Regions from separate parts of the Mus musculus genome. Here regions 1, 3 and 4 are each linked to region 2. Evidence: chromatin contacts called from public HiChIP or PLAC-seq and promoter capture Hi-C data. All regions are on one chromosome and are shown on one strand. Each heading gives the region's core, a stretch centred on a gene start, on an enhancer-like site or on the middle of the called end of the contact. The rest is flanking DNA. Distances are from core to core; before and after follow the strand shown. Region 1 has its middle 150 kb from the start of Mir6346. Region 2 holds the start of Gli2 (GLI-Kruppel family member GLI2). Region 3 has its middle 130 kb from the start of Mir6346. Region 4 overlaps Gli2 (GLI-Kruppel family member GLI2).

Evidence for each region. Promoter capture Hi-C pulls out the DNA fragments that hold promoters and counts their contacts. HiChIP or PLAC-seq counts read pairs in DNA pulled down with a chosen protein or histone mark.
Region 1: an H3K4me3 HiChIP or PLAC-seq map of embryonic limb bud shows a contact between it and region 2, with 5 times the contacts expected there. The contact joins the enhancer-like site here to the promoter of Gli2 in region 2. A contact is called at or near these places in 6 of 39 promoter capture datasets (3T3-L1-derived adipocytes, cranial neural crest, frontonasal cranial neural crest and 3 more), 1 of 15 datasets of contacts at CTCF or cohesin (the NIH/3T3 cell line) and 13 of 115 datasets of contacts at active chromatin or transcription factors (the NIH/3T3 cell line, craniofacial prominence, embryonic basal ganglia and 8 more).
Region 3: a contact with region 2 is called in an H3K4me3 HiChIP or PLAC-seq map of embryonic limb bud, with 8 times the contacts expected there. The contact joins the enhancer-like site here to the promoter of Gli2 in region 2. A contact is called at or near these places in 10 of 39 promoter capture datasets (3T3-L1-derived adipocytes, cranial neural crest, embryonic stem cells and 5 more), 1 of 15 datasets of contacts at CTCF or cohesin (the NIH/3T3 cell line), 9 of 484 Hi-C or Micro-C datasets (cortical neurons, embryonic fibroblasts, muscle stem cells and 2 more), 18 of 115 datasets of contacts at active chromatin or transcription factors (craniofacial prominence, embryonic basal ganglia, embryonic forebrain and 10 more) and 1 of 9 other capture datasets (embryonic stem cells).
Region 4: a contact with region 2 is called in a promoter capture Hi-C map of hippocampal neurons, with 4 times the contacts expected there. The contact joins the enhancer-like site here to the promoter of Gli2 in region 2. A contact is called at or near these places in 12 of 39 promoter capture datasets (the 3T3-L1 cell line, 3T3-L1-derived adipocytes, cranial neural crest and 8 more), 1 of 15 datasets of contacts at CTCF or cohesin (the NIH/3T3 cell line), 11 of 484 Hi-C or Micro-C datasets (astrocytes, cerebellar granule neurons, cerebellum and 7 more), 22 of 115 datasets of contacts at active chromatin or transcription factors (the NIH/3T3 cell line, craniofacial prominence, differentiating embryonic stem cells and 14 more) and 1 of 9 other capture datasets (embryonic stem cells).

Annotation. Positions count from the first base shown.
Region 1 is chr1:118,797,335-118,801,925 of GRCm38.p6, reverse strand. No RefSeq gene overlaps it. Among named protein-coding and RNA genes, the nearest start is that of Mir6346, 150 kb to the left of the region's middle. Within about 2 kb of position 1,970, at least 7 of the 459 cell types and tissues checked have an H3K27ac peak or open chromatin away from gene starts, as enhancers often do. A contact at or near this core is called in embryonic limb bud, where this site is marked.
Region 2 is chr1:119,050,981-119,055,781 of GRCm38.p6, reverse strand. Gli2 (GLI-Kruppel family member GLI2) reads left to right here and starts at 2,163. Exons shown (of 14, transcript NM_001081125.1): 1 at 2,163-2,480.
Region 3 is chr1:118,823,800-118,828,250 of GRCm38.p6, reverse strand. No RefSeq gene overlaps it. Among named protein-coding and RNA genes, the nearest start is that of Mir6346, 130 kb to the left of the region's middle. Within about 2 kb of position 2,475, at least 81 of the 459 cell types and tissues checked have an H3K27ac peak or open chromatin away from gene starts, as enhancers often do. A contact at or near this core is called in cortical neurons, embryonic fibroblasts, embryonic forebrain and 3 more, where this site is marked.
Region 4 is chr1:118,862,770-118,867,453 of GRCm38.p6, reverse strand. It overlaps Gli2 (GLI-Kruppel family member GLI2), which reads left to right. Exons shown (of 14, transcript NM_001081125.1): 5 at 697-882. Among named protein-coding and RNA genes, the nearest start is that of Mir6346, 89 kb to the left of the region's middle. Within about 2 kb of position 2,498, at least 9 of the 459 cell types and tissues checked have an H3K27ac peak or open chromatin away from gene starts, as enhancers often do. A contact at or near this core is called in cerebellum, cerebral cortex and hippocampal neurons, where this site is marked.

The sequences.
Region 1 (4,591 bases), core at 721-3,220, 250 kb after region 2:
CATCAGCCTGCTCCCTTGAAGGCTGCTGAAAAGTGCCAACCCCCATCTTCCTCCCACTTCCTGAGAGCCTGGCTGTCTCAGGCTCTAACCACCTAGAAGCAGGGAGCCAAGATGGGAGGGTAAAAGGCAGCAGCAGCTGACCATCGGCAAACAGGCCCACTAAAAATATCAACTGATAATAAATGCTGGGAGAGGGGATAGTTGTAAAGCAATTTCTTAGGAATGAAAACATTCCATACTGGAGGTCTGCTAAGACTCAGGAAATGGTCTAGTTTGCTTTGTGTTGCTGGGATAAGCACCATGACCAAAATCAATAGCAGTAAGGAAGGGCTTGGGACTCAAGAGAGTTTCCAGAGGAGCTGGGTTCAGTTCCCAGAACCTACATCAGGCAGCTCACAACTGTCTGTAACTCCAGTTGAGGGGAGGGGTGCCCTCTGGCCTCCAAAGGGACCTGCATGGCTATGGTACACATAAACTTATGTAGGCACACAAACATACACATAAATAAAAATGAATAAATCATCAAAAAAAGAAAAGGCTGGCCCATCCAGACCACTGAGGGAAGTCAGGGGAGGAACTCAAGGCAGGAACCTGGAGGCAGGAACTGAACAGAGACCATGGAAGATTGCTGCTTACTGGCATGATCTCCATAACTCACTCAGCTTGCTTTTTTTTTTTTAAACAACTCCAGACCACCTGTCCAAGGGATGGCACCACTCACAGTGGGCTGTGCCCGCCCACATCAATTGTTAACCAGGAAAATGACCACAGACTGACTTACAGGCCAAGCTGATGGGACACACTTTCCCAGATGAGTTTCTCTCTTTCCAGATGGTTCCAGATTGTATCTAGTTGGCAAAAAACAAACAAACAAACAAAACAAACAAACAAAACACCCAAACAACTAAACACCAAAGGAAATGGACTAATGTTACAAGACTCAGGAAGTTCCTGAGTCTTACAAGACCTACAAATCCCTCCTCAAAGTTACATAAGCACTGGGGAGAGGAGACATCTGACCTCAATCAGTCTGCAACTTATGAAGGGAGCTCTACAGCTTTTGTGAATCTTCACCCATGCTGGCTGGGCTTATTGGTGAAACAACTGCTTTTGAGTCATCTGTGTTCTGGTAGATGACCTCTCCCCACCATGTTCCAATGAGTAACGCCACAACTAGCTAACTCACTAATGTGGCCTTGGAAAATTCTTCTGTCTGTGCTCAGTGTCCCATCTGGAGTCAGTAGGTATTTGTTCATAAGAAAAGTCATATGACAGGGACCAACAGGACAAGAGAACTCTAAGAAAGAACCTAGGTCAAGCATTACTCTACCCATTATAGTCAACAAAGAATCCTCCCTACTGGTCCTAAATTCAAGGCAGGATCTTCTATAACAGCAAAAGGACAGCTCCATACCTGGCATTTTGACAGCTGCCAGTGTGGGTGGTAAGAGAAGGCCTTTCTTGGGGGCTTGAGATCTAAGTCAGCCAGCAGAATAGTTGCTTGCCTGGCACACACGAAACCCTGGGCTGTATCCTCAGCATGGCATATGGAAGGCATGGTTATATATGATGGCATACTCCTGTAATCTCAGCATTTGGGAAGTGGAGGCAGGAAGATCAGGAGTTCAAGGCCATCCCTGGCTGCATAGTGAGTCTGAAGTCAGCCTGGGTTACATGAGACTGTTTCAACACAAAAAGGATAGAAAGAGAAAGGGGTAGGGAGAAGAAGAAGGAGGAGGAGGAGGAGGAGGAGGAGGAGGAGGAAGAGGAGGAGGAAGAGGAGGAGGAAGAGGAGGAGAGAGAGGAGGAGGAAGAGGAGGAGGAGAGAGAGAGAGAGAGAGAGAGAGAGAGAGAGAGAGGTCTTTTTGGCAGTGAGTCTGCCTGATTCCTTTGGGTTGCCCCTGGCAGGTCAGCACAGAGAAACTCAGCTCTCCCCTGCATCCTGGGCAGCATCCATAGTCGCATAGGTCAGATGAAGGCTTGCCAGGCCCTTCTGCAAGGAGAGCATGGAAAAACCCAGCTGGGACCTCTGGAGCTGGCCACTGACTGCTCAAAACATCCCATAAACGTAACAATCAACCACTGTTCCCTGAAAGGCAGAAGAAAAAAATTGACCCCCTCATAAAGGAAAATTGAAGTGTGCCCCAAAATTCCTCAATACTCGCCTGTCTTCCCTCCCCAGGTGCTGGCCAATGTTGTCAGAACACGCCTGCCTCCCTGTTTAAGCGAGGTAATTTGATCCAGGCAATAACCATCATAAATATTCATGGTCTTGCCTTAACATTAGGATAACATCTGTTTCCAAACATCTGCAATCTGTTTTCAATGCTTCAGTAAAATGTAAATTAGCTATAACTAATACAATAAAGCACTAATGGGGGTAATGAGAATGAAAGACGCCCATTAGGGCCGCAGTCCAGCTCTAGCTCCCATGGCAGGGTTTCTAGAGTTCTCCAGAACTTTCCTTCCACTGCCTCCAACTTTCCCCAAATTAAAGAGGCTCTGGAAGGCCTCTGCTGGCCCCCAGATTTGCAGGCATGCCAGTCCTTCCAAAAGTACAGTCTTTGCCTTTGTTCTTAATATTTTAAAACTTACATGCTTATTACCTAAAAAATTTTAAATTATCTTACTTTTGCTTTTATTTTTGAGTTGGGTTACATGTAACCTTGGCAGGCCTGTGCCTAGTGTACAGCCAAAGATGACTTTGAATTTCTGGTCCCCTGTGCCTTCCTCACCTCCCTGGTCATGAGATTACAGGTGTGTACTGCCAAGCCCAGTTTATATGGAACCATGGCTTGATGCCTGCTAGGCATGTGCTGTATAAAATATGCTATATTCCCAACTGCGGTTTTTGTTTGATTGAGATAGTCTCATGTAGCCTAAGCTGGTCTTGAACTAGCTGTATAGCATAGGTTGGCCCTAAGCTCTTGACCCCCGTACCTCTGCATCTGTTTTACTGGAATCACAAATGTAGGCCACTCCATGCAGCTTTTCACCTTACTTGTGCTTACAGCTCAGTTACTGACACCACACAGAGCAAGAATGTCCACAGTACATGGAAAATAAGAAGCAGGCCAACATTTACTTTAGTGTGTGTGGGGGGGGGGGGGTATGTTCATGTGTCTATGCAGGTGTGCAGGTGGAAAACACCAGGTGTCCCTGTCTATCACTCCACACTTTACTCCCTTAAGATGGGATCTTTTACTGGATCTATAACCAGGCTAGTAGCTAGCAAGTTTCAGCAGTCCTGCCTCCACCTCCATAGTGTTGGAATTACAGGGTTCTGGAGATGGTAGTTCTCAAGTTGTTTAAAAAAATGTGTACACATATTGGGAGAATATATAAGAAAGCATTCTCTGGGGTACAAAGTTGAAGATTTGCCTTGATTTTGTCACTTCCATTTGTTCTAAGGAGCACTGTTTTGGCTAGAGGTATAACATAGTTGGCAGCATGGGCATTGACCTCTGTTGACATTTCTTGAAACCCTGAGCCCATCCTTATAAAAACTAACCAATCAGAAATCACATGGAGCTGGGCATGTGACTCAGCTAACAGAGGGATAACCTATCATGAAGAAGTCCCTAGGTTCCATCCCTATCACCCCCAAAACTGGGTATAGTGGTGCACACTTGTAAACCCACCACTCGATGCATTGCTCAAGTCCTTTTTCTGGCCCCATCACACTCTCTGACCACTTCTTGCTCTCCCAAGCACACATTGGCTCACAGGCTACCCAACAGAACATTCTAGAAAGGTAGAAATGTTTAAGGCTTGATATGTTAAATATGGGGAACTATTGAGCCCTTGGCATAGTTTGAATGGGATGCAGAACTGAGATTCTGTTTGCATTTGATTTTAAACAATTTAATTATAAATTGCCACTTATGGACACTGATTCTTTTCTGGGAAGGCAACTATTGGAAGTAGAGGTCAGCCATTTTAGGATGGGTTCAGAAACAGCAGTAGGATAAAGGACACTAATACAGCCACGGATGCACAAACACATATATGTATGCTCATATATGTGTGTGGGTACTCACGTATGCATGAGTGTGTGAAGGCCAGAGACCAACCTCAGGTGTCATTCCTCAAATACCATTCACTTTGTGCTTTGTGACAAAGTCTCTTGTTGGCCTGGAACTCACCAAGTTGTCTAGACTGGCTGGCAAATGAGCCCCAGGGATATGCCTGCCTCCATCTTTCCTGCAGTAGAATTACAAGCACCTGAAACTACACCTGTTTTTTGTTTGTTTGTTTGTTGTTGTTGGGGTTTTTTTCCCAGAGGTTCTGAGAGGTCAAAGTCAGGTCTTTGTTACCAACTGTGACACATCTTCAGTCCAAGAGACATTTCAAATTCTCAGACCCCTGCCCTCGATCAGGTAGAGATCTGGTCCTGCTTCTTAGGTCCTGCTTCTTGCTGTTTTTGTCTGATTCTGCCTACGGTCAACACACACAACCTAAGTAGGGAATGGTTTACTGTGGCTCACAGTTCAAGTGGATACAGTCCGTCATTGTGGGGAGGCATGGTGGCCAGAGCAGAAGACAAGCTGGTCAAATGGCATGCACAGTCAGGAAGCAGAGAGGAATAGGA
Region 2 (4,801 bases), core at 914-3,413:
TCCACAGCCTGTAAGACACAAACCTCATGGGTTCACCAAGTCAGACTGCAGTGGTATCCACACTTTGGACTATTGTGGGTTCCTCCCTGGGTGTGAGGGGCAGAGAAGTAGACACAAGCTGCATCTTCTCAGAAAAACGTCCTGTCACACCCCACCATGTATCGCCACACCAGAAAGTTTTCCATTTGAACACCTTGTCACCTCCCCACCCCCACTCCCCCTGACTTCCAACCTGGGAAGATGACTTTGGGGAAGACAAAGTTAGCATCAAATCCTTGTAGCATCTCTGCCCTTCCCCGCTCTAGATCAAGAAGGAAGGTAACAAGAAAGGAAGAATGGGACACAGCACTTCCCCTTCTGTTAAAAAGTAAGTCAAGGTCAGTAAAAGACTAGGCCAGCAAAGGTGCTTGCTGCGAGCCTGGGTGGGGTCCTCAGCACCCACATGACAGAAGGAGAGAAACAGCCCCCTCTGCCCTGTCCTCTGACTGCTGCCAGAGGACTGTGACCTCACACCCTGTCCCACAAAATCAATATGTGGAATATAAACTTTAAATGTAAAACTCAGGGTCTTGGAAGTGGACCTCGGAAGGAGAGTATCCATAGCATTTGGAATGCCTTGGGCTATTTCATAAAATAGATACTGACTTGCAGAAACAAATAAAGCTAAGGGAGAGCCCACGGTGTAAACTGTGCCGTCCACCAACAGTGATCCAATCAGTGAGTAACATGGGCTGAGAAGGAGCTTTCTCTAAGGCAGGGTGGAATTGGTCTGGAGGCTTGGTTCTCTTGCTTTGAGAAGGAGGGGCTCGAAAGAGATGTGACCAACATTCTCAACAGGACACCTCTATTTAAATGGACCGACCTTAGATTATTGTGGGCAAGTTTCTAAGCGTCCTCAGGCATCAGTCACTCCACCTTTAAAAGGAGGATACCCTATGGCAGGCTAAGCAATACAAAGGAACTAGACCTCAGGAAGAAATATAAAGAAGTCCCGCGGGCAGCTTTCTAAGAGCAGAGCCCAGGAGAGGAAGCTGAGTCCCATGGCTTGGGAGGGCACGGCCATTTGCTGCCTGCTTGCTTCTTGGAGTGGACAGTTCTGGACTGTATGGAAAGCCGGGGCTACTTAAGCAAATGCTTTCATGAACAGCCTCATCTACACTTTGGCCTGCAACTTCGGTGAGCCTAATTCTTCCTTCTCCCTCTGATTACTTCCATCTGGCTGCAGCAGCTTCAATGGAGTCTCCGGGATTAAAAAAAAAAGAGAAAAAAAAGAAAAAGAAAAAGAAAAAGAAAGAAAGAAAGAAAGAAAGAAAGAAAGAAAGAAAGAAAGAAAGAAAGAAAGACCCCTCTCACTGCAAAACATAAGCAGCAAGCCTAAGGTTGGCGTCACTTGTCGCCGGCGTGCTCTCAGATGGCGGCGTGAGCGAGCCATGGCGAGGGGCGCCTGGGACCCCGGGCACCTGCACTAGCTGCCCGGGCGACGAGGGCCTGCGTGAATCCAGTCTTGCTTCCCAACCCACGTGTCTTCCTTCTGCTACGGCGCACAGAGGATCCGGGAGTTTTGGGAACAACCAGCGGAGGGCTGAGGGGGTTGGGAAGAAAGGGGGAGTTCAGATATTGAAACCAGCAGTCGCAGCGCCCGAGCTCCGGAGCTCATCTGACTTGAGTTAGCAACCCCCCAACCCGGCGCCTTAGAAAAAGTGTTTGAGACTGGCGTGTGCTCCTGTAGCTGGAACTTTCTGGTAGGGGTGCTTTATTTCCTCCGAACTGGGTTGGAAGAATCTGCGATAGTCCCAGCTCTTCTCCTCCAGAGTGGCGTCTGGGTCGTCACCCCCCACCCCCACTCCCTAACTCCTGGGTTCTCTGGTCCCCCGCTGGAACTTTCCGAAGGGGTGCTTTCCTTGCTGGAGCTGAGGTGGGGGAGAGTCTGTGTTCGCCCGCTGGCAATCCCCCTCCAGGGTGGTGTCCCCCCACCCCCAGCCTCAGAGGCAGGGTGCACGCGGCGGGGCGGGCAAGCTAAGGACGCGACGATCAGGGTTTGCCCAAGCTCAGCGCGCGGGGGCGCTGCGCCATCCCAGAGACGCTGATGGATTGCATGAGTGCCGGCGTTCGCCAGCCGAGGCAGCACGGCTCCGCGGACTTTTTTTCAAACTCCTCTCATCAATGAGACTTCGAGGAGGAGCGGGAGGCGGCGGCGGCGGCTACAGAGGACGCGGAGGAAGGCGAGGAGGAGCCAGAGGAAGGAGCACGGGTCGTGCGTAGCATCGCAGCCGCCCGGAGCTGCTGGCCTGGTGTCCTTAGGGACTGCCCGAGTCCCCCGCCCGCCTTGGTCCCCTCCTCTGCCTGGCCAGCCCCGCCCCGGCAGCCGGAGCCCCCGCACTCGGCAGCCCCACTCCAGCCAAGTTGGGATGGGGCCCTGCAACCACTGCCCGGCGCCCGAGAGGCCACCTGCATGCTAGAGGCAAACTTTTGTCTCCTCGGTAAAGTTGCATTGGCCTTCCCACCCTTCCTTTTTTCTTTTCTTTCTTTCTTTCTTTTTTTTTTTTTCCTCCCCTTACTCTTGGTGGCGAAGCACTTCCTAGCCTGGCCAGCTTCGGCTGAGATGCTGTGGCGGTCTTGGAGTGTCTCTCATCCGTTTACCGGAATCGAGATCGTGACACTGATTTTAGGGGGGCCGGCTAAAGAAGGCAACCCTGATTAGTGCCCTGGTCCAGCAGCGGCAGGGCTTAAGGAGGATCTTGGGGATCAGAACTCGTGGCCGGGGTCGATTTTATTACCACAGCCCTCCACTTGAGGGGAAGTGCTTCTTGTTCTTGGGTTGCTCGGGTAGGCCGGTCTTTGACCGGTGGTACCGCTTGGAGCCTGGAACTGTTTGGGGGCGACGTGGGGGCTGGGGTGCGCCGAAGCTCCCTTAGATGGGCAGCTGGGAGCGCGCCTGTGGGACTGTGCGGTGTGCTGCAACCGCCGCCGGCCACTTGGAAACTTGCAACTCTACTTCTCCGCGCTGCGAGTCCGCGTCCAGGAGCCAGTCTTTTCTTTCTTCCTTCTTTCCCTCTCGTTGAACCCTGTTGCCCCTTCCCTCCGCCGCCAGTCTCTGGACCTCGGTTCTGGCTTCCTTACCTTTCTCTCTTATCCTAGGTCTCCAGATCCCCTTGACTTCCAGAATGGATCCACGCGTAATCCTTCGCCGAGGGATCGGTTCCCCCTACTCCTCGCTTTCATCCTAGCCCCCACTTAACACCCCCCAAGCAATCTCTCAACAAGTATATTTGCTGAGGAATTTGAAAAATCCACTACTGCAACTTGATCTGTGTGTGATGGATGAGGAGCGGCGCGGACAGAGTTGGGCGCCAATCCTATTAAGGGTTTAGAGAGAGGGGAGCGTTTTTTTTCCTCCGGGATTGGGGGTGGGGGGAGGGACCGTGTGCTTGAGTGAGTTCGAGAGGGCTCCCGCCGCGCCGGGAGCTGGAAGTCCACCCAACTGGGCTCCTTTTCAGCCCGGCAGCAATTGCTCTCATTTCCTAGGAAACCTGACTTTTAGAGCTTGAGGACACTAAGGATGGAGCCCTTGCGCTTCACCTCGAGTGACCTGGCTACAGAGACGCAAGGAGTTTGTGGGGATCCCCCAGGGCGCCTCTCCTTCCAGGCTTTGTGTGTGTGTCTGTGTGTGTAACTGTCCTGTGATTCCCAGAGCCGATCCCAGTTGGAGCAGGGGTAGGAGAGACTTCTCTTGGTAGTCTCATCCTTCAGAGACTGGGAAGGGATGGGTTCTGTACCTCTCTGTTCCCCAGCTGGGGCATCCTTCATCTTGCTGTTCGGTGGCCGCACGATGTCCTGGGCCCCTTGCCCCTCCGCCCTCGCTGGGCGTGTAAAGGTTTAATCCCCACAGCTTCAGATAAAGGGAACAGTTGTAAAACGCTCATATGCTGTTTGCAGACGAGGCTCTGGGGGATGTTGGAGAATTTGAAAGTAAACGTTTCCCTCGCAAGCGGCATAAAATAGTGTTTAAACAAATATTGTATTGGCATGCTCCGGGGGCTCGGTGCCAAAAAAGAAAAGTAAATAAACGGTGAAATCCAAAATATACAGCACGGGGGGGATAGCGGGCAGAATAGGCGGGCTTGTCACAAGTCTCCCTGATGTTATCTGTTTGTTCTAGCCACCTCTCCTTCGAGCCCCCTCCCCGCCCATTTCCTCACCTTGGCTGCGGTTTCCCTTTTTGAGTAGGCTTCCGTGTGTCTGGGGGACTAGCCCCTTCAATGGCTCAGTTGGTCTGGAATTGGGGAGGGAATACATTGTGTTCCTACCTGGATTGGTCTCCCCCAAGTAGGAGGAAACATTCCTGATGCTTACTCGCTTTGAGTTTTGAGGCTCTTGCTTTCTCCCAGCTTCTGTTCTATCCTGGGCACTAATCCCAGAATGTCTAATCTAAACCACGCAGACCCCTCCTGCTAAAGGCTTCACTCCTAGAGTCTCTACATCTTGCTTTCCCTTTCTCCAACCAGCTCCTTCTCTCTAGAGGGTTCCAAGAGTTGGGTATGGCCTCTTCAGGATACAGTTTCTACTCAGACGCTGCCTGCTGTATGGAAAGCTCACCTGATGAGTTTTAACATTAATTATGTTTAGGGAGACTTAGGATGCCCCCAAATGTCATGAGGTATTTCCTGATTCTAGGGGGCTTAGAGTCACAACACACAGAAGAAGGTTCTGTGTACTGTGCCCTGTAGGAGATCTGCTCTTGTCTTTGTCCTGTATCTGTGGGAGAGGCCGATGGGAAGCAAGTATCTTCCCACCCAGGGCT
Region 3 (4,451 bases), core at 1,226-3,725, 230 kb after region 2:
CATTCCGTCACAGGCCACTGCAGGGCCTCAGAAATGGACAGTGGTGATAGGCTGAAGAGTTTACTTGGGGTGAACCCAGCAAGATGCAGTGATGGCTTCTGTAGGAAGAGTCAGGCTGGAGGTGGTCAGGGAGTGTGCTGGTTCCTGTCTCGTTGCCCATTAATGTGCTGTGACAACTCACCTGACAAGAACCAGCTTGAGGAAGGGTTCATGTGGACTCTTAGTTTGAGGGCACAGTCCATCATGGCAGGAAGCCATGGCATGGGTCACACCATCCATTGTACTACGTAGGATGCCTGGAACCACAGAGAACATCACTTGGCTGTGTGGGTCCTCAAAGAAGACAGGGGTCTCCAGAGCCTTGAAAAGACCCAGTGTCTGATGGTAGACTCTAAATATGAGGCCCGAGAGAAGAGGAGAGCAGGGACAGTTGGCTAAGGCCAGATCCCAAGGTAGGAACTTCCACAGGAAGGCAGGAGACATTAGCCAGAGAGGCTCATTTTATGGGACACAGAAGCCTTGCTCTCCTCTTCCTCCTCTTCCACCACCAACTCATCTTAGCACCTCCTCTCTGTCTGTGTCTCTCTCTGCCTCTCTCTGTCTCTCTCTCTGTCTCTGTCTCTCTTATACACACACACACACACACACACACACACACACACACACCCTCCTCTCCCATCCTAAATCCCAGCCACAGGAAGTCTCCATACCCACTCCAGAACCCTTCACACACACCCAGCCTTTGCATCACCCTCCCAGCCGTTGCATCAGCTCCCCCACTCCCGCCCCCAGCCTTTGCATCACCACCCTCACCTCCCAGCCTCTACTCTGTACTTGAGTCTCTCATATAGATTCACAAGCTTGCATCCCTGTGGTACTGTCATGTGCATGGAAATGAAAGTCTTCAATCCAAAATGATGCGATGGGGCTTCCACACAGGGGAGTTGGCTTACAGAACTCTGTTCCCCTTCCCCACCCTGGTCTCGAACCACCATTCTTCCCTGTCAGAGCATCCCTTCAAACACTGTTTCCTGCTTAGTGTCCCCGCCCCGACGAGGTCCGAAGGCTCACTGATCTTTGGACTTCATCACCTGGCCTCACCTTCTCACTTCATTTGATCTGTACATTCTCGTTACTATGCCAAGTAAATGGCCAGCAATGCTGCCTTGGGGCCTTTGCATGGCCATTCCCATCGTTTGGAACGCTTTCCCCTCAGACAGCCAAACGATTCATACCTTTCTCAGGCTTTTGCTCCCATAACCACCCTACTTAAACGGTTGGGGGCGGTAGGGGTGGGGGGATCTGTGGTAGAACGCTTGCCTGGTGTGTGGAAGGCTCTGGGTTTGATCTCCAGCACCAGAAAGAAATAAACTATTACCTGCTATGCTTTTCCCGAAAGCACAGATGGCCTTCAAAACTGTAATTCACACCTACTGAATGAGCTCACTGGGGATGGGAGCCCGGCGAGCTTGTGTGCAGGCCGGCTGGGAGGAGGGAAACGAAGGCAGCTGGTCACGGAGCTCTCCAGAAGTTTGCCAAGATGGAGAAAGAACAATAGAAGGAGAGGCTTCGATGGTGGGGGTTTGTGTGCTTGTTTTGTATCCTGCGTAGCCAAGGATAACCCAGAACTCCTGATCCTCCTGCTGGCACTGCAGATGGGTGGTGCCATACCTAAGTTAGATCAAGTTGAGGACTGAACCTAGAGTCCTGTGTGTGTAAGACAAGCACTGTACCAACAAAGCCACATTTCCAGCCCTTGGTGATGCGCTTCAAAAGGAAAGAGAAGCATGTGACGATTTTTTAGACTCCCAATAAGAGGACATAGATCCCAGTAGACCATGTGAGAGATAACTGAAGTGCTCACTGGGAGTTAGCAGGAGGGCAGCGTACGGAGAAGGTGCTGGGCAGGATGGGCATGTCCTGTTGGAACTAGAGATGAAGATAGAGTACAAGAGGTCAGGGGGTTGGAACTGAGGAGGAAAAGAGCTGGCTGTCCTGTCTCTCAACACAGGAGTCAAAATTGTGTCCCGGGAGAAAGAAGAAGCAGGGGCCCAGAAGAGGCTTTGAGACTGAGACAGCCTAGAAAATGCTGTTCTAGCACAGAGAAGGACGCTCATGTGGACTGAAGACAAGGCTCAGCGGGAGCCTTGTTCCAACTGGTATACAGGTCAAGTCGTGGAGGACGTCTGAGGCTTGTGTTATCACTGGCCTGGCTGCAGCCTGAGTATGGGCTGCCGAAGGGGGTTTGAACACATGCCAGGCTTGGGAAAAGTCCATCTGCCCGTGTGGGACGATGTCCGGGAACAAGAGATGTCTCTGACTCTTATTTGGGCCTTATTGGGGAACAAGGCTTCTTTGGGGGAGCTGCCCCACTCCGTGCTTCTCAGTGCAACGTTTTTACTAGGTGCAAGGAGAGCCGCGGGCGACCCGTGGCACAGCCAGCTGCTGCGGCTCGAGGTAATTCCCCAGTGTCCTTTATTGCCTCTACGCGGTGGGGGTGACACAGCCTCTGCTTTACGATCTGGCAGCGTAGGCTCAACCAGCACAGTGGCTGTCAATAAGGGCTGTGTTTTATATCACAGGCCGCACGATTTATGGGGGGGCCCAGCACCCTGCAGACAGCCGTTTGGCCAGGGAAGAAAATGACCTAATCCTTAAGAAATTTGGAAGCTAGAAAACAAACGTGTGTATGTTGCGCACCCGCGAGCACGACCGTGGCTGTATGTGCCAGCTTTGTCTGCGGACTTGCCAGGCACTGGAAAACAGAAATAGCTGTTAAATACGCTGACTATAAAACTTAAATGAAATCAAATGACTCACTTCCTGCTGCATAGGGCCTTTGCGTCACACCCGATGAGCAGGGTTTTGGGGAGAGGTGGGTCATTTCCTACCAAATCAACCTGCATTCCTTTCTCCCCAGGTAAGCCATGCTCTTTGCAAAACATGGGGTAATGTCTCCACTTGGATATGCCCATCTCAGTACTGAACCACCTGGTTTTGGTCTGCCTCTGAGCATGCCCAACTGTGTGTGTCAGTGTATGGAGTGTATGTGTGTGGATGTGTGTGTGTGAGCACCTATACACACATGTGTGGTGGCCAGAGGGTCATGTTGAGTGGGCCGTTCCATCTCTTTCCACCCTAGCCCTTGAGACAGGGTCTTTCACTGAACCTGGAGCTGGCAGCTGGTAAGCCCCAGCCATCCACCTGCCTCTCTCCTTCCCCACTCAGTGCTAAGGTTACAGGCTAAGCAGTCACTTCTCCACCCGGGTCCAGCCTTTGGACAGGGTGACATGATGTGGTTACCTGCAAAGTTCAACTGAAGTCATTTTTTTAAAGTTTCATAATGTTTGGAGTTTGGGTTAAGTAGGTCTCATTCCTAGTTATCCTTGGCCATCTGTGCTCTGCACACTATGGACTGGGCATACCTGTGTCAGGTTTCAGCTTCTGATGAGTGGGTACCAGTCATCTGGCATGGCATCCAGGGCACAACTGCACTGGGGTACCACGGTAGGGGCTCCATCCCTGGCTGTTGAATTAAAGCTCAGATCAAGGCATGATGATGCGTGTGAATCATCACGTCACATAGGAGCTGGAGGGTCAGAAGTTCAAAGTTTTCCTTGGCTTTATATCAAGTTTGAGGCCAGCCTGGGCTACATGAGACTTCTTACATGGGTCCTCCGGATCAAACTCAGGTCCCCATGCTTATAAGGCAAGCGCTTCCTGTCTGAGCCATCTCCCCAGCTCGAGGTTGAGCCCAGCTCCTGCACGTATGCTATCCCATTTAACCCTAGGCAGACCCTTGAGAGGGAGCTGTGACTGTGCTCCTGCAGCTGAGAAAACAGGCTTCAGGATAAACATTTGCAGCACTGCCTGGGTGGAGACCCCAGACCTGCCCTGAGCCAGACCTCTGCCCTCACCCCGCAATTCCCCCACCAGGGCCTGAACGCGGTGCATGGACGTCCCAATAGCCCTGTAAGATGGCGATCTCTACTCTCAGACAGAACCTTGGGTATGGTAAATCTCAGACTGGTGCAAGGCCCTCCAGTGAGCTCAGACTAATTGCCATGCTCCTGAAGGGCAGGGTGAGCAGCGGTGAGACAGAACTCACAACCCCACATACTATTCCTTATGAGCCATCTACATTGGGTTTTGATACCTCATATTAACTATGTGTTTAAATATAACACACACACATACATAATATACACATATAATCACTCAGGTAAAGAAAAAATATCAACATTATAGTACTTACTTAATATTACTTATTACACTACAATATTCTTCACACATACCAACTTTAATTCTTCACCAACTGGCTAAAGTGATACTATTTTAGGCAACTAATTGTCCCATATCCAATACAGGGCTTAATAAAACCAAAACATCTGCAGAGTGTCCAGTCTGACTGAGTACTGCCTCTGTCTAATGGTGATGTAATGTGTTACTTT
Region 4 (4,684 bases), core at 1,249-3,748, 190 kb after region 2:
TGAGAAAGAGTGGACCAGCCCACTGGAGCAGGTTGATTTGAACCAGAAGTGAGTAGAATCACATAACATAGTTACTTTCTCAGATCTAAATTTTTCCTAGGGGCTGAAGAGACAGGTCAGTTGGTAGGTATAAAATCAGTCCTCCAGAACCCAGGATTTTTAAAAAGAAAGTAATCAATAAACAGGGCCCAGTGGCAAGCAGTCGGAATCCCAGCATTGAGGAGGCAGGGCCTGAGGTTCACTTGTCAGCCAGTCTGGTGGAATCAGTGAGGTCCCTGTTCAAGGAGAGGCCCTGTCTCAAAGACAGTGGGGAGCAACTGAAGAAGGCACCCAGGGTTGATCTCTGGTCTCCACGTGAGCATAGGAGGTGACGGATGGGCTAGGAGGTCAAGCGTTGAGACCCCAGACCAAAGATAAATTATTTTTCCTTCCTTAAACAGTAATTTTTTTACAAGATTCTATTTATATATTTTCATTTTATGTGGGTGTGCATGCATATTTACATAGGTTCCCCTAGAAGCCAGAAACAAGTATTGGACCCACTGGAGCTGGAGTTAGGGGTGGTAGGGAGCCACCCAGCATGGGAGCTGGGAAGTGAACACGGGCTCTCTACAGTAGTGGTATGTGCTCTTAGCTGCTGAGCCACCCCTTGGACAGTAGATTCTGATGGCTCCTTTCTCTTGCCTCCTGTGACAGTGGCCCACGAACATCTGAAAGAGAGGGGACTCTTTAGCCTCGCAGCCCCAGGCACCAACCCTTCAGACTATTACCACCAGATGACCCTCATGGCAAGCCACCCCACCCCTTATGGGGACCTTCTAATGCAGAGCGGGGGTGCTGCTAGCGCACCCCATCTCCATGACTACCTCAACCCTGTGGATGGTGAGTACCAGAGGGTGCAACATGGGGTGAGGGGCAGGGATGATGTGAATGAGGGTGACTGACTGCCGGTCATAGAAAACAGGTCTGCCCTCCCTTTGGAGGTGAGAGACACAAACAGAAGTCTGCACTTCGTCCCAGTACTGTCTATACTACCAGACATGGGGACTGAGCCCAAGTACTAGGATGGGTGGCCAAGAGACCTGTGGTCATCACAAAGGATGGGATGCACTCACTTAACTTTTGGGAAGGATCTATAGTGGGAGGTACAGACACCACCCACCACTGGGGGTTGGTAAGCTAAGAGGGAATGGGGTAAGCAAAATAGGGATGGAGACGCATACTAGGGTAGCGGGATGCAGTTTTGAGACATAGAGAGTCAAGGTATCCCTCACTAAGGTGTGGTGGATGCTATTCCTGCACAGAACTGAAGGGCCAACCCACCAACTGGCTTGGTGAAGAGCAGTCCCAGCAGAGGACCTGCAGGTGCAAAGGACCTGTGTTCCTACTGGGAGCCCAGTATGATCTGAGCTTGAGAGACCAGTGTGATCAGCAGTAATCAGGTGAAAGACAGGAGTCCTAACTGGGGTCAGTGTTCCAGGCCGGGCTGTGCCAACAAGTTGGGACTTGACTAAGGCTTTGCACGTTGCTGGAGTGAGATGAGGCTGTGGAACCATTTTGGGGAGGATGTGCAGAGAAGGAAAGAGCTCTGATGTTCCATTTGAAAGTATCTTGTTCATGCTGGTCTGAGAACCCAGTCGGAGCGGCGAGCAGCAGTAGACCCCATTGGTGAGCTGTAGATTAATCCAGTTAAGGGGGATGCCTGGGTAGAGATGTATGACACGTTCCCAGCACAGGTGTGGTGTGCACGAAAGGAGGAGGCCATTACTTAGTGTGCTCTTGGCTATGACCAAGTATCTAACCTCTCACTGGCCCCCGTAAACAAATCCTGATGAAAGCAGCTTAGGCAGGCTTGTTGGGTGTGGCTCACACTTTAAGGAGATCCTGTCCATCATCGTGGAGATGATGGCCGGAGTGTGTGACATCCATAGTCACGAAGCAGAGACAGGCCATGCTCTCCTTTGTATTCAGTCTGGGACCCCAGCACATAGAATAGCCCACGTTCAGGGTGGGTCTTTTCACCTCAGTCAGCACATTCTAGAAAATCCTCCACACATGTGTCTCCTAGATAATGATCTCTCCAAGTTAACAATTGTTATAAACCATCATAAAGAGTCAAGGGCAAAGCCAGGATCGAGGGTCCAAGTGATAGGGTGGGCTTCACTGATCAAGGCGGTGCATGTGCTAGACTGCTTTGCAGAATAGGAGGTTGGGAGTCTTGGATCGAGGAGGTCCTAAGTGCCCATCAGATGCCAAGCCCTATCTTCTCACTAGAATCCATGCTGCTTTCACGGGGTGTCTTAGCCCCCTGACTATGAGATCCTGGGTCAGCATACAACCCCTGTCATGAGAAGGAAACTGAAGCTCGGTGCTGTTGCCCGCCCCCCTCCAACTAGATTCCACTCTACCTGGCAACCCTAGAGCTGTCCAAGGATGCCTGGTATGTGGGCTGAGTAGAGGCGTGGGGAACCACCACCAAACTCTAGGCTGGTGCCGCCTCCTGGCTGCTGTCTTCTAGTCCTGCCGGGAGCAGCATCTTCATGCCACAGTGGTGGGAGGAGACAGACCTGCAGAGAGGCCATCTGGTCCTGCAGGGTAGCAGGTTGGAAACGGGCTGTGGCAGCTGTTAAGAGGCCGCCGAGGGTGCAAGATTCAGGGTGGGCCCATATCATCCAGGCTTCGTCTCACATCATAGGCCCCATTCCTGGGTTTCCTGCCACAACCGCCACTGCAGCTCCCCTCAGGGGCCTTGCTCCAGTTGAGCTATCTCTCCACAGAGGCAGAACCAAGAGTGCTCCTTCTCCAGGAACTCTGTCTAGATGCTTCCTGCCTCCTCTGGTTGCTCCTGCCTCTCTGAGTTTTAAAGAACCACCCCACCACAAACGCAAGGTCAAGTTGCTCTGCTCATCCCTGCCATTCCCTGATAGGAGGCTTCTGAGTGACAAAGCAGTGTCCCCAACACTCAGCTGAGTGTCTCTCCCTCCCTAGGAGGATGCTGGGTCCAGGATTCGGCACAGCATGGTATTAAGTCCCATCCTTGCCTCTGACACAGTGAGATGAGGGACTAGGGAGGGTGCATCCTGGACACGGTGTTTCCCAGCGTCGTAAACCCAGTCACAACTACACAGCAGGAGAGGAATAACGAGATCCAGAGCAGAGTCACGCCCACATGCCAGCTTCTGCCATTCTGGGAAGCCCTCCTCCAAGGCTCAGAACCAGATGGTGGACATCACTGGCAAGTAGACAGACTTGTTGATGCCATGGCTAGGGGACCAAGTTGAGCAGGTGGCCCACACATCAGGAGAAGCAGAACTGGGCAGACAGGAGTTATCCTGTGACAGCCATCCTGAGTGCCTGACTGGGTATGCATCTCCATGCAGTGCCATGCATGTGACAGAGAGAGGAATGACAGTGAGCATTTCTCCTATGGCTGGAGTTAGGACGAGCAAACAAGTCCCCAGGCCTCTAGGCGGGGTTCCAAACCTTACTCTAGCAAGGCCATACCATCCATTGCCAGTACCTGAGCTCTACCCTCCAGAAGGCGGCTAGGCTGCTGGGTCTGGATCCGGCAGAGAGCAGCAGGGCAGGATGCAAAGGGGGCCAGTATGAAAACTAGTGAGGGGACACCAGAGAGGACAGTGAGTGGGACACAGGGAATGTGAAGCTGACTGAAGGAGAATGTAGTAAAGGTAGAATGAAGGTAAATGTTGTCTACTTAATGTATAGACTGGGTGCTCAATTAGTGCTGGTGTGACCTCTCACTGCCAGTATCCGTCTCAGATCCGCCCTGATCACTGGGGATCCATATCTTAGTTGTATCACCTCATGCTTCCTCCCAGGCCATGGACCACTCTGGGCATCATGTCCTCTTCGTGTTCCCATCCATTGTCCCTGGGCATGCTGTGTGTGGCTTGTCCCCTCTCTCCCTCGCACTGTTGTTACCAGTATGGCAGCAATAACAAACCAGGCTCAGCAGCCCATCCTCAGTGGGCCAGTTAAATGGAGCAGAAGTAGTGAAAAGTGTGTGTGTGTGTGGGGGGGGGGGGGGGTGCCTATTCATTGTGGCCACACAGGAAAGAGGAACAGAGAGCTTTATGTTTACGTTTACATGGAGAGCAAGAGGCACACATGGCTAAGCAGGCCTGATCAAGGTGTGGTCTAGCCATCAAATGCTCCCTGCAAAGTGGTCTGGCAAGTTATCACAACTGTGGGAAATCTCTTTGGAAGACAAGCTCCCCCTCCCCCTCCAGCAGCACCAGGTTTCATCCCTGTCCTTCTCCCAGCATGAGTCTACTGGGGGAAGTTCCATTTCATTTATTTATTTATTTATTTATTTATTTATTTATTTATTTATTTATTTATTTATTTATTTATAGTCCGTCGTCAGTTAACCAATGGGATGGACACAGGTGTTTCTGTAGAATGTCTTCTTCTCGGCAGCCTCATTGCTGGCTCCCAGAGCAGATCCCCTGATGCTTCCTGCTCTGCCTGTCTGCTGCTCTGCCATGCCTGAGGGCTTGAGGGCTGTGCAGCACCAAAGGCATCATGGACATCAAGGCCTGGGCACCTGAGGCACCATGGGAATTCCAGGCACCCAATTCTAGCCGACCGGGATTTCTTTCACCTAAGACAGTCAGTTCTGCTGCTACAGCAGGTGGCTCACAGCCTGTAAGACCTGATGTGT